Linked DNA regions of Mus musculus: region 1 is linked to region 2. A link is a contact called in public ChIA-PET data. All regions are on one chromosome and are shown on one strand. Each heading gives the region's core, a stretch centred on a gene start, on an enhancer-like site or on the middle of the called end of the contact. The rest is flanking DNA. Distances are from core to core; before and after follow the strand shown.

The links. ChIA-PET counts read pairs in DNA pulled down with a chosen protein or histone mark.
Region 1: an RNA polymerase II ChIA-PET map of effector CD8 T cells shows a contact between it and region 2, with 8 read pairs. The contact joins two enhancer-like sites. A contact is called at or near these places in 1 of 39 promoter capture datasets (stem cell-derived epiblast-like cells), 2 of 484 Hi-C or Micro-C datasets (embryonic stem cells and myeloid progenitors), 2 of 115 datasets of contacts at active chromatin or transcription factors (effector CD8 T cells and embryonic limb bud) and 2 of 9 other capture datasets (embryonic stem cells and pancreatic islet).

The regions. Positions count from the first base shown.
Region 1 is chr15:36,564,464-36,567,163 of GRCm38.p6, forward strand. No RefSeq gene overlaps it. Among named protein-coding and RNA genes, the nearest start is that of Snx31, 10 kb to the left of the region's middle. Within about 2 kb of position 1,293, at least 37 of the 459 cell types and tissues checked have an H3K27ac peak or open chromatin away from gene starts, as enhancers often do. A contact at or near this core is called in effector CD8 T cells, where this site is marked.
Region 2 is chr15:36,362,935-36,365,634 of GRCm38.p6, forward strand. All of the region lies in intron 1 of Gm33936 (a long non-coding RNA gene), which reads right to left. Among named protein-coding and RNA genes, the nearest start is that of Gm33936, 4.2 kb to the right of the region's middle. Within about 2 kb of position 1,342, at least 35 of the 459 cell types and tissues checked have an H3K27ac peak or open chromatin away from gene starts, as enhancers often do. A contact at or near this core is called in effector CD8 T cells, where this site is marked.

The DNA.
Region 1 (2,700 bases), core at 43-2,542, 200 kb after region 2:
GTAATAGACTCAGGAGCTGCTTGGTCTGAACTTCCTGCTTGCTCGGGCGGCCTTTACTCTTCTCAGCTCTCTGATGGTGTCGAGGACTAGGTAGTTACCAGCTTTGGCAGTTTAACATCAGCTAAGACTTCAGCTGCCTTCTTAGTTCTCCGGCCTCACTGGAGAACCACTACTAGGTCTCCAGCAGAAAGGCATTGTGTGCCTTGTTATCAGACTCTGAAAGGAGTTAAGTGGACAAAGCTAGTTTCAAAGTAACTTTTTACTATTTCACTATTTAAAGGTGTAGTGAGTTGGCCTGATGCTGCTTGTATTCTAATGCTAAATACTGGCTCTCGGGATGAGGTGACTGCTCATGTGCAGATAGATCCTCATCACACCTAGTGATGCTGTGTAAACCTTGCTCCCCTATTTACCTGGTCAATAGAGGGCTGGACCCTGTGATTGGGCCGTGTAAGGAGAAAGGTAAGAAGGACTTGAGGATGGAGTGAGGGGGATGCAGGTAGAGGGAGGAGAAGAGGAGACTGAGCTGGAGGAAGCCACAGTGAAAAAAGATGGACCATGAGTCCAAGGCAAGTGACAAGGGATAAGGGACTTTATAGTTGGGGAATAATTAAAAATAGCTCCAAACCTGTCCAGGCGTATGACTTGTAAATAAAATAGTGTGTTTGTGTATCTTTTATACGGGCTAGCTAGAATTACAAATTCATTTTACATAAAGGAACTTGCCTTACAATGACTGCTTTCTTACAGTAATCAACTATGGTAAATGACTGGATATAAAAAAAGTGTAAATAAAGTTTATGTAAGGTCTAAGGATATGAAAGTGAAGTAGGTTGTAACGGTTTAAAAAGTATTTTAGCATCTGTAAATGCAAGTTATAAAGGTCTAAGAAAGTGTTTTAAGGTGTGTAGATTGTAAAGGTCCTACTGAAATGATTTAAAGTATATTTAAAAATGGAAAATGTTTCTAGCTTTCCCCTTCTCTATGCTATTTTTTTAAAAGATTTATTTCATGTATGTGAGCGCACTGTCACTGTCTTCAGACATCAGAAGAGGACATCAGATCCCCATTACAGGTGGCGGTGAGCCAACATGTGGTTGCTGGGAATTGGAGTCAGGACTTCTGGAAGAGCAGTCACACCACTCAGTGCTCTTAATCGCTGAGCCATCTCTCCAGCCCTACGCTATTGTTATGTGAAAAATATAACAATATTCTTCTGGCTTGAATGTGCTTGGTACACAGGAAGTGGCATTGTTAGGAGGTGTGGCCTTGTTGGAGAAAGTGTATCACTGTGGGGGAGGGCTTTGCGGTCTCCTGTGCTCAGGCTCCTCCCAGTGTGGAAGACAGTCTCCTGACAGCCTTTGAAACAAGATGTGGAACTCTCAGCTCCTCCAGCACCACGGCTGCCTGGATGCTGCCATGCTTCCTACCTTGATGATAATGGACTCAACCTCTGAACCTGCAAGTCATTCCCGATTAAATGTTTTCCTTTATAAGAGTTGCCTTAGTCGTGGTGTCTAAGCAATGAAACCCTCACTAAGATAACTTCAAAAGTTCAGAACAAATGGAGTTCTGATAATCTATTAATCTGCTCTGGTAAGCACTGGCTGCTACCATCAGAGTCACACCACTCAAGATCATAAATTCCCCTTGGTTGTTTTCTGAGTATAGACTTATTGCTTCTCAATGTGCTAAAAAAAAAAATCTGTGTCCAATATATATGCCCAGCCCTCTGGAAAGAGTGTTCATGCTTTTAACTCAGAATCATTTCTGGGTCTCCAAGCTTCGACTATGACCCAAAAGCATGAGTCCACTGCTCTTTCTACAATGCAGATTTCAGTACAACAGTGGTAATGTTAACAGATCTAAAACTTGTATCTCTTTTTTGTAAACTTAAAAAAAAAAATCCTTGTAAGCTTCGTGGAATCAACTCGAATCCACCTCTCAAGGTCAAATGGACTCCAGATAAGTACTGTCAATCAACGCATGTTCCCCACCCACCTACCCCTGAGGATCAGAGTCCCACCCCCAACCCCTGCTCTCACTGGTCTTGGGACTCCTCTCCCCTAACTACCAGGATCATTGAGCTAAACATTTCAAACTATATACCTAAAAAAAAAAAATTTCCCCTGAACTTTTGAGACAGGGTTTCTCTGTATAGTCCTGGCTGTCCTGGAACTCACTTTGTAGACCAGGCTGGCCTTGAACTCAGAAATCCGCCTGCCTCTGCCTCCCCAATCCCCTGAACTTTTCACCTTTACCTTCCATCTCTAATATATATCTGTTCCAGCAGATTTCCAATCATTCAGAGACTGCAAAGTGATCCAACCTAGTCTGCACTTCCCTAGCCCCAAGGTCCCAGAGCCTGAACAGAAACGCCTTGGCCAACGGTCCAGCTTTCTTGGGTCCTCCAAGATGCCAATGCCCCTAGACAACAGGAAACAGTCTAAAGAGGACGGTGGTTTCTACCACCACCCGTCCCCATCTCCTTACCTTTTAAAATAAACAAAAGGGCGGGATGTTAGAAGCAGGTGTTCCATCACCCCATGCCTTTAATCCCAGCACTTGGGAGGCAGAGGCAGGTGGATTTCTGAGTTTGAGGCCAGCCTGATCTACAAAGTGAGTTCTAGGACAGCCAGGGCTATACAGAGAAACAACCCTTACACTTATTTCTTGCAGAAGACCCAGTTTCAGTTCTCA
Region 2 (2,700 bases), core at 92-2,591:
ATGCAGTACACTAGCCACACTGTCTTTAAAACATTTGTTTATTTATTTAATGTGTGTATGTGCAAATGCCTACATACATCTGTGTGCCATATACATGCAGTGCCCAAGGAAACCAGAAGAGGGCGTCAGATTCCCTGGGACTAGAGTTACAGAGGTGTGAGCCCTCACATAGGTCCTGGAAATGGATCCTAGGTTTCTGGAACAGTAGCCAGTGGTCTTACCTAATGAGCCACCTCTCCAGCCCCTGCCACACTATCTTACAAGTGTCTATCTGTTTATTCCAGTGGGACATGAACTGCTTGAGGGCAACCTCAGCATTTTAGAAATCTGGGCATCCAGCTTAGACCACATTCTCAATGAGCATTGCAAGACGGGGTCTCCAGGCCTGGGGGAAGGAATGAGTCATAGGTTATGCCTCTATACCGAGTGCTTTTTCCAACAAAGAAAGCATTATACAACGTTGACATCTCTTGCTGAAACCTACTCTCTTAAAAGCTCATCACTGGTCTTAAATAGGTCCTAACTACCTCTCTTAGACTAAAGTTAAACTTACAAATGAAGTCTATTTAGCATAAGGATGAAAATGGAAGAAATTTCCTGAAAGTTCTCTACCATTTTCCTTTACCCTTCAGATATTTTGACTACAAGACAAACAAACAAACAAACAAACAAACAAACAAACAAACAACTATCCATCTATTACTGTCCTTTAACATTTATCTGTTTCACCATGTGTGGGGCACACAGCTGTAATGACAGCACTCAGGAGTCCGAAGCAGAGGCAAGAGAATGTCAGGGGTTCCAGGCTAGCCTAAGCTAAATATTGAGGCCTTGTCTAAAAATGAACTAACATGAGCTGTCTTGCTCTACAAGTACTAAACCCTATCTTAAAAATGTAGGGACTTAGCAGAGGACAACTTAATGGAGGGAAAGGAGAAAACTGTGTTCTTGGTAACACCTTTTAGGTTCCCAAATCTGGCTATGCTAAAGGCAGTGCAGCCTCTAGGCTTCTCAGTTACCTAAACCAATAACAACAGTGTTTTGCTGCTATTGGTGCTAGGGAAAAACACAGGGCATCCAGTCAAACTTGAAATTCAAATAAACAATGACATTAAAAAAAATCCTAAGTATGTTCCAGATATTACATGAGACATGTACTGCTTTGTCCTGGCTTATCTGAAGCAGAAACACAACCGGGTGGCTGTGTTTTTCTTTGCTAACTCTGGCAACCCAACTTGCAACCAAAATGTATTAGTGTTGGTGGTAAAACACAGTGTTCACAAGAGAACCGGAAAAACGTCTGTTGTTTGGGTGGATGGAAGATATGAGTCCTCAGCTAGATGTGACAGAATGACAAAGCTTGGGGGTGTTGCCTCCCGGATTGTTTCCAGTAGAGTGTCACAGTGCTGAGAGGGGGAAGTGGCAAGAATATAGGTGTCTGTGCTGAGCCACGGACCAGCAACTTACACACACTTAGGAATAAAAAGACCAAGTTAAAATTAATCATATTAATTTGTAAGTGGTAAGGAGGTGTGTGTGTGTGTGTGTGTGTGTGTGTGTGTGTGTGTGTGTGTGTGTGTGTGTCATGGTGCAGTGTTGGGGTCAGAGAACAACTTTTGGGAGTCAATTTGTTCTGGACTTTTACTATATGGGCCCCAGGGATGAAGCTCAAGTTATCAGGCTTGGTGACCAGGGACTTTACGTACTGATGAGCCACGTTGCTGGTCCTCAAGTTGAAATCCAAAGCATATTTAACAATTTCCTCCATGACTAGCACAGTCAAGGAAGGAGAAATGATGAAAGAAAAAAAAAAGAGGGAAGGAGAGGAGAATGGGAATAATATGGGTGACAAAAATTTCTGTCTCAGAGAGGGAGGTCCTGACAATAATTTAGGGGTGGCATTGGTGACTTGGTTCCCCCAGAACTCTCATAGAGTGTGTGTATCTTGGGGCTAAGTGCAACTGGTCATTGGAATGGTATGTTCAGCCATCATTACCACCAAGCTAGTGTACACCCTTCAGATATGAGCTCTGGCTTTCTGTCTGAGTCACATCTCTCTGATCACTCTGATGTGAGAGGGCACACCAGGTGAGAAAGTGAGAAATTAGCAAACCCAGGTGTCTGCTGAGACAGAAGGAAGGGCACAGCATGTATTCAGAGGCACTAATGGGAGAGAAAGTTGGCACTGAAGGGTTGGACACAGCACCTGATGGTTGGGTGGTGATGCACCTGCTCCACACTGCCTTCTGGCTGCAACTTCTAGGGATGGGTTTACAAATGTATGCCTGGTTCCCATTGCTTGGCTAATTCTGTCCTGCCAAGGGATCTAGCTTCAGCTCTGATTCCTGGACACCTTTGACCCTTGTCTGACACTGGATTATTTGTGTTTGTTTGTTTGTTTGGCTTGGTTTTTCCAGACAGGGTTTCTCTGGGTTGTTCTGGAAATTGCTATGTACAACAGGCTGACCTCAAACTCGGAGATGTGCCTGCTTCAGCCTCCCAAGTGCTGGGATTAAAGGCATGGCCACCACCTCCAGGCTTAACATTGGGTGATTTAACTTTCCTTCCTCACACTGGCTCTCCAACCCCGCACAGCACAGTGACACTGTTAACACTGATGTGAGAATTCTGCTTTGGAGGAAACTGGATATGTTCTTTCATTACAGCTGTGAATTCCCCCACACTAAAGTTTCCAAACCC